Linked DNA regions of Triticum aestivum: region 1 is linked to region 2. A link is a contact called in public Hi-C data. All regions are on one chromosome and are shown on one strand. Each heading gives the region's core, a stretch centred on a gene start, on an enhancer-like site or on the middle of the called end of the contact. The rest is flanking DNA. Distances are from core to core; before and after follow the strand shown. Region 1 holds the start of LOC123187921 (dolichyl-diphosphooligosaccharide--protein glycosyltransferase subunit 4C). Region 2 holds the start of LOC123187918 (pentatricopeptide repeat-containing protein At4g28010).

Evidence for each region. A called contact is a pair of places that touch in the nucleus more often than the background predicts.
Region 1: a Hi-C map of leaf shows a contact between it and region 2, with 2.8 times the contacts expected there. The contact joins the promoter of LOC123187921 here to the promoter of LOC123187918 in region 2. A contact is called at or near these places in 2 of 5 Hi-C or Micro-C datasets (both in leaf).

What each region holds. Positions count from the first base shown.
Region 1 is chr2A:122,026,019-122,030,948 of IWGSC CS RefSeq v2.1, reverse strand. LOC123187921 (dolichyl-diphosphooligosaccharide--protein glycosyltransferase subunit 4C) reads left to right here and starts at 1,371. Exons shown (of 1, transcript XM_044599916.1): 1 at 1,371-1,663. The coding sequence starts at 1,371. The coding sequence ends at 1,481. It also overlaps the pseudogene LOC123191580.
Region 2 is chr2A:121,803,375-121,808,271 of IWGSC CS RefSeq v2.1, reverse strand. LOC123187918 (pentatricopeptide repeat-containing protein At4g28010) reads left to right here and starts at 3,583. Exons shown (of 2, transcript XM_044599913.1): 1 at 3,583-4,897. The coding sequence starts at 3,663.

The sequences.
Region 1 (4,930 bases), core at 122-2,621, 220 kb before region 2:
GGCAGGAAATGGTCCGGGCTCAGTCCACTCTGTCCCTTTTGTTGGATTTTGTTCGTAGGTTTAGGGTAATTGCTGTGGTGCTCTTTGGGGGATCACCCGGTGGGTGTGCCATGCCATAGGTGAGTGAACGTAATCCGCTTGGTCAGGTTCAGGCGCCAGATGCAGTAGCCTGATATCCTTTTAGGATGATTTTTTTAAGTAATTCTCCAGTTTTAGCCGTAAGAAGATTATGCAACCCACCGAGCAGATTAAGCTATATTGAGTGAACAGCTAAGGAGCTGAATTTGTACATGTTGATAATAGATGATATGATTTCCCCCCCTTAAAACATCAAACCTAAGGTAGAGGCGAGGCTGAGTTGGTGGGTTCGCAAACTCTTGCATACAAGAAGAGTTCTCTTGGCAGTAGAAACTTGGGAAGGGCAATGAAGATATGAAGACCAATGAATTGGTGCACCAGGAAGATCGTGTTATGTGTGTTTCTCTGTATAGCTATCATTGCACGTTTCTTGCATGTTCTATTACACTGCAGAGAGAGTGCTCTTGTACAGCAGTTAACTAAATTTCACACCTCCATTCATGTGTTGCACTGGATCTGGTTATCGAAATTTTGTTTCTGTTATCTTCTATCTTTCTGTCTTGCTTTCATTTGAAACTTTCTATAGATATTAGTAGTGCAGGTTCAGTCGCACCATCTTATGTAATCTAGCTCTATACATCAGTAGCAGTATGCTCTTCATAGCTTAAAGTATGGTCATTCTTTCTGATCATGCTACACCACTAAAAGTTTATCTAGCTAGTCTCCCATCTCCCACGACTCATCCCTGAACTACAGTAGGCAGAGGACACCCTTCCCATCTCGGGTACATGGATGGCCTAATTTGTATTTTGTACATGCAAGGTTCCTTAATCAATGCATATCATGATAAAAGTGGATTGCACTTAACCCCAGTTTATTTGCTATTTCTACGTATCTTTTTGGAGAAAGTGGAGTCAGAGTGATGCTGACTTGGTGACATCCCAATCTGTCATCAAATTAGATTTGTAGGAACATGCCCCTGAGCTCAGAGATCTTTGTTTGGAATTATCAGGACCATATGATGGTTAAGCAGGGCTTTACCACATGTTTGACTTGCTGTGTTTTGTATTGACAGCCTATCCCATAATCCTATAGTAGCTTAGTGCTGCTTCTTGCCTTCCTTTCTGACACCACACGCACAGCTCGTTCATACCTCTGTTTGTATGTTGTGCTTTAGCCTTTGTTTCCATGTCATATACTTCTGATAAGTGGCAACCAGTACATTTGACTATCATCATCGATTGCCTGTTTTCACATCTTAACTATCCTTTGTTTGCCAATGTTTTCTGCAGATGTTTGACGATCAAGACTTGGGTTTCTTCACCAACTTCCTGGGGATCTTCATCTTTGTGTTGGTCATCGCGTACCACTTTGTGATGGCAGACCCGAAGTATGAGAACTGATCGCCTTTTGTTTAGCAATGAGACCATATTATACTTGGAGCAAATAGGGAAATGTGTCTGTTAATGGTAACAGAGCGCTTGACAGATCTTCTTAAGTGCAATTACCTGGCATTGTGACTTGAATCATGTTTAATCTGTTGAACAAGTGAACTGTGGAGATTTCGAAAGATCGATTTACTATCTGTCTATGTTGTACCCTGCTTGTTATTTGCTGTTTGATTATGTGATCTGTATTGCCTTTGGGGTTGCAAAATTCTCATATCTGGGACTTGAACCCCCTAGCTTCATTTTTGCTATGTTCTTCAACGATATAACTATTTTATATCTAATCAATAAAGCTTGCCGGATGGCATTCCATAAAAATGAAAAGACATTTAAGATGCACTGGAACCTTGTCGATGAAGCAGAGTTTCTGTTCTCCGCCTTGTTTTACCCATGCGAAGCAGCATCCTGCCATACACCTATGGGTTGCCGGTGCACAGATCACAATTACATGTGCTTTGTATTTCCTGCCATTTATCAGTCTTCCGTATTCAGAGAATGGAAGTTGCTAAGATTTTGGATTGTGCTTAAGCAAACCTTTTTCTACAGTGGTAGCAAAAATGAACAGTTCAATAGTTCTGGGATCTGTTTGGATGGACGTAAGGGGGCATCCGTGGAATTGACGGTACAGCATGTTTGAAAAAATGACCACTGTGGGTTATTTTAGTTCAATTGTTACAACAAACACCAGCAAGACAAAAATGGCAAAATGTTGGCATAACTCTTGCATGAAATATACTCTGAGAAGCAGAATTTATCTCAGTTCTTGCAAGAAGAAATATGCTGATAAACAGCCACAGAAAATCTAACACTCTTGACCGCAGTACATGTGTTTGGCCGAATAAGGCATTATTCTACTCCCGTCTTCGTATAGTAATGAATTGTTCTGCAAACCCGCTACTAAGAAATATTATGACAACTATTTAGTCGCAAAGATAAAAATGAAATGTAAACTAACAACTTCAAATACTTGGGAACCAGATAAGCAAATGACATAAGCTCTCACCCCGGACATTGTCAAAAAGAAAAGAAAAAATGTCTCACCCTGAACTGAAGAAAGAACTAGATGCTTCTGAATGAGATTTATCATCCATATGAATGGCGAAAGGTTGAAAACTAGAGACAAGTGGTTGGATTTCTTCTTCGCTCCTTTGAACAACATGACATGAGGCCAACCTTTTTGTTCGCAAATATTGTAATGTACTCTCCACTTGCTTCATAGTAGGCCTTTCTTCTCCCTTGAGACGCAAACACGTCTCCGCAAGAGAGGCAATGATACAAATTTCATCCTCGCTTGCTTCTTCAAGAACTTGAGTGGCTACCACCTCTCTTACTGACTTTGTTTTAATCTCTGTAATGAAGTAGATGGACAAGTTTTGCTTTGAACCTGAATTACTTCTAAAAACAGGCTCTTTTCTTGTAAGTAACTCTATGAGTACCACACCAAAACTATACACATCGCCTTTCTCATTTAGTTGCCCAGTTTGATAATATTCTGGATCCAAGTATCCGAATGTTCCTTGTACATTTGTGGTAACATGAGTTTGGTCAATAGGAACTGTTCTTGAAGCACCAAAATCTGAAACTTTAGCAGTGAAATTTCCATCTAACAGGATATTCGAGGACTTCACATCACGATGAAAGACCGATATCGAGGCAGATGTATGTAGATAACAGAGAGCTCCAGCAGTTTCTTGAGCAACCCTCAAACAATCATCCCAGGATAAACATAGTCTACTAGTTGGCTCACCATGCAAAACATCAAATAGAGAGCCATTAGGGATAAAATCAGATACTAAGAGCGGCACTTCTGTTTCAAGACAACATCCAAAGAGCTTCACGATATTTTGATGATTTATCTGGGAGAGGATTACAACCTCATTAATAAACTGATTGATCTCAGATTCCTCAACAAGTTTTGACTTTTTTATAGCCACCATACGTTGGTCCGATAAGATGCCTTTGTATACCATGCCATGTCCTCCACGGCCTACAATACGAGTTTCATCAAAGTTGTTTGTTGCCTTCTCCAACTCCTCTAAGGAGAAAATCATTGTTCTATCACGCATTTTCATCTGATAATATGAGTTGTTCCAATAGAAGGCCTTGGTTTTTCTGGAAATAAAGCCTGCGTTGTTGTTTTTTGACGTATCTTTTCCATCAATAGGAGATGGACATTCCACTCAAGCCAAGAAGTAGCATTCCAAAGCCCGCACCCAGCCCAATGGTAACACCTATGTAAAACCATATGCCAATAAGCTTATTGTTGTTTTCATATACCCCATAATAATTGAAAGGTAGGTACCTATGACGAGAGTTTTCTTTTTGGTAGAGGTGCACTGCATTTTTTTGGGATCATATTTTGTTCTCGGAGGACAACAGATGAAGTCTCCAATGATATTGTGGCACGTCCCTTCATAATTTTTTGGGTCAAGGCACTCATCGACATCTGCAAAATGAGGCACATCTTGGTAAGGTGCACAAGCAAAATAATATCAAAGAAAAACCTTATTTCCCCAAGGTAATACATATGTTCTTGTCTTCTTGACAAGATTAGGAGATCTGAATCAGAATATTAGCCATGTCATGGGGCAAAAGACTGGCTTTCCTAGAACTTGGGCGGGTAATATATTGACTATCATACCTAGAATGATAAAACACGACTGCAATTAATAACACGTGCATATCGTCAGCCTTTTCCATGAAACCGACATTTCCAGTTCTACTGGTAGCTAAATAACCATTTTTGGACGAAGATAGCCAGACAACTAGGTACCTACAATCTGACTCAATTTTTTCTTTTTTTGTGTGAATAATCTGACTCTAATTCTAATATTGCCTATGAGCCACGCGGACTGTTTGATATATAATCTTAACAGCTGAGGTCACGCCTTTTTCCCGAAAAGGAGGATAACTCCTTTTGGCATATTTAACATGGTCATAGTTCCTGAAATAATGTATAACATTTTCACCTTCGTGAAGCCATTGACCTATCTTACAACGACTCTAATGCAGAACGTCAACATTGTTTTTATCGTAGTGCAAATTGTGGGCTTTGATTGGGGGTTAAAAAGATTATCGTAGTGCAAATTGTGGGCTTTGAGAGATTAGGTTTACCCTTTTAAAATGCATAGTGATTTTTTGGGGTCGAAATTTGCTTAATTCCATGGACCACCAACATAAGGATTTTACACGCCTGTTTAAAAATTGCTTTAAAGAGAGGCTATAGGGCTCTTGATGGTGAGGTGACATAGTTTACATTAAAGGGGAGTCTACGGTTGTAATGGCAGGTTTAGTGTTTGTACATTAGTCCGTAGTCTCTCAAAACCACATCATGAATTAACTCAATTAAATCAAATCTTATCAAAACCCCAACTAAATCAAAACTTTCCTTGCTTCCCGTACCC
Region 2 (4,897 bases), core at 2,334-4,833:
ATTTTAAGTGAATTTCAAAACTAAAGAGGAGAAGGAAAATGAAAAAAAGAATAGAAAATAAAAAAATATAGGAAATACAGGAAAAACCAAATGAAACCTTCCAAAAATTGAGAGCTGCTCTGTATCACTCGAAATGGGCCTGCCCATCGAGCGAGTTCATGTCTTCTTTTATCATTTCATTTCTTATCAGTCAGTTTAAAAACCACTGTGACTACAAAAAAGCTGTGAACTGCAAAAAAAAATCATACGTATTTAACAAAAAAAATAATTCAGAACATTTTATTTTTTTAGAAATTCTTCATCGATTTGAAAAAATATGATTTTTTTATTTTTTATGAATTAAAAATGCTAGTGGATTCAAAGAATGTTTGGGGATGTGATATGTTTTTCATGACTTCTAATATTTCACAGATTCAAACATTGTTCGTGGATTTGGAAAATTGTTTATGAATAAAAATTGCTTACAATTTCTTTTGGAGAATAAAAAAAATATTCTTGACTCCAGAGACCATTCCTGGATCTGAAAAATTGTTCGTAAAAAATGTTTGTGGATTTCAAAACATGTTCATGAATTCAAATAAAGTTGACAAATTCATAGAAAGTATAGGAATTTGAAAAATGTTTGTCAATCCAAAAACAATTTTTAGATTTGATAAAAATGTTCATGAACAAGTTTTAAAAATAATAACAATTTTTAAATTTTGTGATCATGTTTTTTCAAACTGGGAAACAAATTTGGAATTCTGAACACTCTTTGGAAACAAGAGTATTTTTTGAGAAATGTGTGAAATTTTCAAAGCCCCCTTTTTTAAACAAACCATTTACTAAAGTTCAAACAAAATTTGAAGTTTATAAACATTTTTAAAAAAACACATGGACATATTTTTGAAAAACCAAAACTTTTTTTAAAAAAGGAACAATTTTTAAAGTTTTTTCAAATTATGATTTTAAAATATGAAAAAAAATAAAAAATAAGGAAAAATAGAAAGAAACCTAAATAACAAGGAAACAAAAAACAGGTTTTGGTTCCTGAAACCGGTCGTTGATCTGCTCGCTTCGCTTATTCTTTTATGGGCCGATCCATCTTCTTAACGTAGTGTGGGCGATGGGAGCCCGAACGATTGGTATGAGTGATCCATAACATTCATGCCAAACAACGTGTGAAAGGTTCCCAAAACCAATCCTCCCCACCCGACGTAGAAGTTTCCCAAAACCATGGTTGGGCCGCCCCGCCCAATGAGCGATGTGGGCAAGCATTCCATTGATCTGGCAATAGGCGATATATTTCTCTCGGGCACAATTGAAATACTAAAAGAAAAATAAACCGGGAAGGGATTACATGCATTTGAACTTCAATGAATTTTTCAAAAGAAGTAACATTGCTGAGTCTGAAATGCAGTGGAACTTGATGGTCGTTGATCCCCTATAAATGGCATGTTCGTCATGGCATATGACACCCATGTCATCATCTCCACCTTTTGCAGATACTGCACCGTCAACATTCAACTTTGAGTATCCAACACGAAGTGTCATTTGACCTTGCTGACGAGGAATGGCTACCCTAGTCCCTCTCCTTTGGACTTTCACTGTCACACAATGAATGTTACCTAGAAACCGATTTTATAAAAAAAATGCATAGAGAGTGGAGAGTGGAACTCGCCCTTTTTGTATCGCCTTGATTTTAATTATATCTTTTTTAGACATATATGGCGCATGGTTGAGGGAGCGTCAGGTGCTCGCCTCTCCTTGTGATTATAACTAAGTGCAGTAGCTAGCTTGCATTTTTTTTCCTTTTTAATTTCTCTTTCCTGACACGTTTTGTATTCCAACAAATTTACTTTACTTATTTTTTTTCAAAAAATATCTGTAGAACTTAAATTTTGTTAATGGCATCATAAAAAATTCACGTGATAAAAAAATGGTCTTGATAGTTAAAAAATGTTCATGAAATTTATAAATATGATCATGTTTACAAAAAAAATCATAAAAAAGATCTTTATACCATTTAGAAAAATGTTCATGAACACAAATTTTTAAAAGATGTTCATGGCTGGGAAGAAAAAGTTCATACACTAAAATTAAGATGTTTTGACATTTTTGTGAATTTCAAAACTAAAAATGAGAAGGCCAATTAAAGATAAATAGAAAATAACAAACTACGTAAAAAACACAGTAAAAACCTAGTTTGAAAAAATGTTCGAGACTCCAAAGATCGTTCGAGGATTTGAAAATTTGTTCATAAAAAATGTTCATGAATTCAAATAATGTTGACGAATTAAGAGAACGTTCAGGAATTTGAAAAATGTTTGTGGATCCAATAAAGATTTGTAGATTTGATAAAAATGTTCAAGAATAATTTATTTAAAATAATAACAGTTTCTTATTTTGATGACCAATTTTTTGAAATTGGGAAATTCATAACACTGTTTGGAAAACCCGAACATTTTTAGATAAATGTAAACAATTTTGAAATCCTGGACTGGTTGTTTGAAACAAACCATGTACTAAAGTTCGCACAAATTTTGAAGGCATTGGACATTTTAAAAAAACATGGACATTTTTTTGGAAAACCAGAACATATTTGAAAAGGTAACAATTTATGATATTGCAAACATTTTTCGAAATTATGAATTAGAAAGTCAGAAGAAAAGAAGGAAAAACAGAAAGAAACCCAAAAAACCAGGGAACAAAAAAAAACAGTTCAGGTTCCTAAAACCGATCGTGTGCTCGCTTCATTTGATCTTTGATGGGCCGGTCCATCTTCCTAGTGTAGTGTGGGCGATGGGAGCCTGAATGATTGCCATGAGTGACCCTTAGCATTTTGTGAAACAATGCACAAAATGTTCCCCAAACTAGTCCCCACTCGACCTAGAGGTTTGCCAAAACCATTGTTGGGCCGACCCACCCGACGAGCGACATGGGCGAGGGTTCCATTGGTCTCGCAATAGGCGTTATATTTCTCTTGCGCACAATTGAACTGCTGGAGGAAAATAAATTGGCAAGGGATTACATGCATTTGAACTTCAATGAGTTTTTCAGAAGAAATAAAAATTTGAAGCTCAAAGCATAGATTGGTCAGTCGGTACCACTCCTTGGTCATGGACTGCTGAGCCTAGCTCAAATGGTGAGGTTCTTTGTGATGCAACTAATCCACTAAAGGATTCAAGTCTTATAGTTAACACTGGTGCTCACATTTTTGTAGATTTATTCCAATTTTTTTGTTGATGTTTGTGCAGTGGGGGGAAACATTCTCATCGGCTACAAAGACGTCTGTGGTGACTTCGATAATTTTAGATGATGCACTGGCTCTGTCTCTTGAAGGTGCTCATAGAGATAGGGTGTACGTGCACATGAAATTTTTAAGTGTATATGCGTATATACGAGCGTTTCAGTTTGTACTGTGTGAAAAGACCCAAAGAAGCACCCGCAAAAAAAACCAAAGAAGAGTAGGACTTGAATAGGCCCAGCATGCTCCACGCCCCGGAAGGCCATCTTCACGCAAGGCCGCTAGCCCACCATTGTCAACCGAGGCCGAGCCAACTGCCAACATACGGCCATGGCCCTCCCGACAAACATGTCACAGGTCACAAGTCACAACCCACGCGCGCAACCAGCTCTTTTGCCGACCCGCGCCGCCGCCGCCGCCGCGCCAACAGTCCGCCATGACGAGGAAGCACGCGGGCACCGGCGTCCTCCGCGCCCTCGTCGCTGTCGCGGCCTCCGTCGCGTCCGCCTCGTCCCGGACGCCCCCGAGGCGCGCCGCGCCCTACCTCGCCGTCCTCCTCCGCCGGGGCCGCGCCGAGGCCGCGGCGCGCCTCAACCGCCACCTCCGCCTGCTGCCTCTCCCGGAGTCCCCCGCCCTCCTCTCGGCGCTCCCCTCCGTCCGCGACGCCGTCTCCTACAACACCGTCCTCGCCGCGCTCTGCCGCCAGGGCTGCCTCGACGCCGCGCTCTTCCTCCTCCGCGTCATGTCGCACGAGCCCCGCCTCGCCTGCCGCCCCAACGCCATCTCCTACACCACCCTCATGCGCGCGCTCTGCGCCGACCGTCGCGCGGGCCAGGCCGTCGGGCTGCTTCGGTCCATGCAGGACTGCGGCGTCCGCCCCGACGTGGTCACCTACGGCACGCTCATCCGTGGGCTGTGCGACGCCGCGGACGTTGACAAGGCCGTGGAGCTGCTGAATGAGATGTGCGAGAGTGGTATCGAGCCCAACGTGGTTGTGTACAGTTCTTTACTCCATGGGTACTGCAAGACCGGGAGGTGGGAAAGCGTAGGCAAGGTGTTCGAAGAAATGTCTGACAAGGGTATTGAGCCCGATGTTGTGATGTACACTAGTTTGATCGATAGCCTGTGTAGACACGGGAAGGTAACAAAGGCAGCGCGGGTGATGGAAATGATGGCGGAGCGGGGGTTGGAGCCAAACGTGGTGACCTACAATGTGCTGATCAATTCCATGTGCAAGGAAGGGTCTGTGAGGGAGGCGCTCGATTTGCGGATGAATATGCTGGAGAAGGGCGTGCAACCAGATGTTGTGACATATAACACACTCATCACAGGGCTATCTAGTGTGCTTGAGATGGATGAGGTGATGGCGTTGCTAGAGGAGATGATGCAAGGTGAAACTAAAGTTAGGCCTGACTTGATGACATTCAACTCGGTTATACATGGACTTTGTAAGATTGGTTGGATGCGGCAAGCGTTTGAGGTCCGTGCCATGATGGCTGAGAATGGATGCAGGTGTAACTTGGTGACATTTAACCTGCTAATTGGTGGACTCCTTAGAGTCCACAAGGTAAAGAAGGCCATGAAGCTGAAGGATGAGATGGCTAGTTCTGGACTGCAGCCTGATTCGTTCACCTATAGCATATTGATAAATGGCTTCTGTAAAATGCGGCA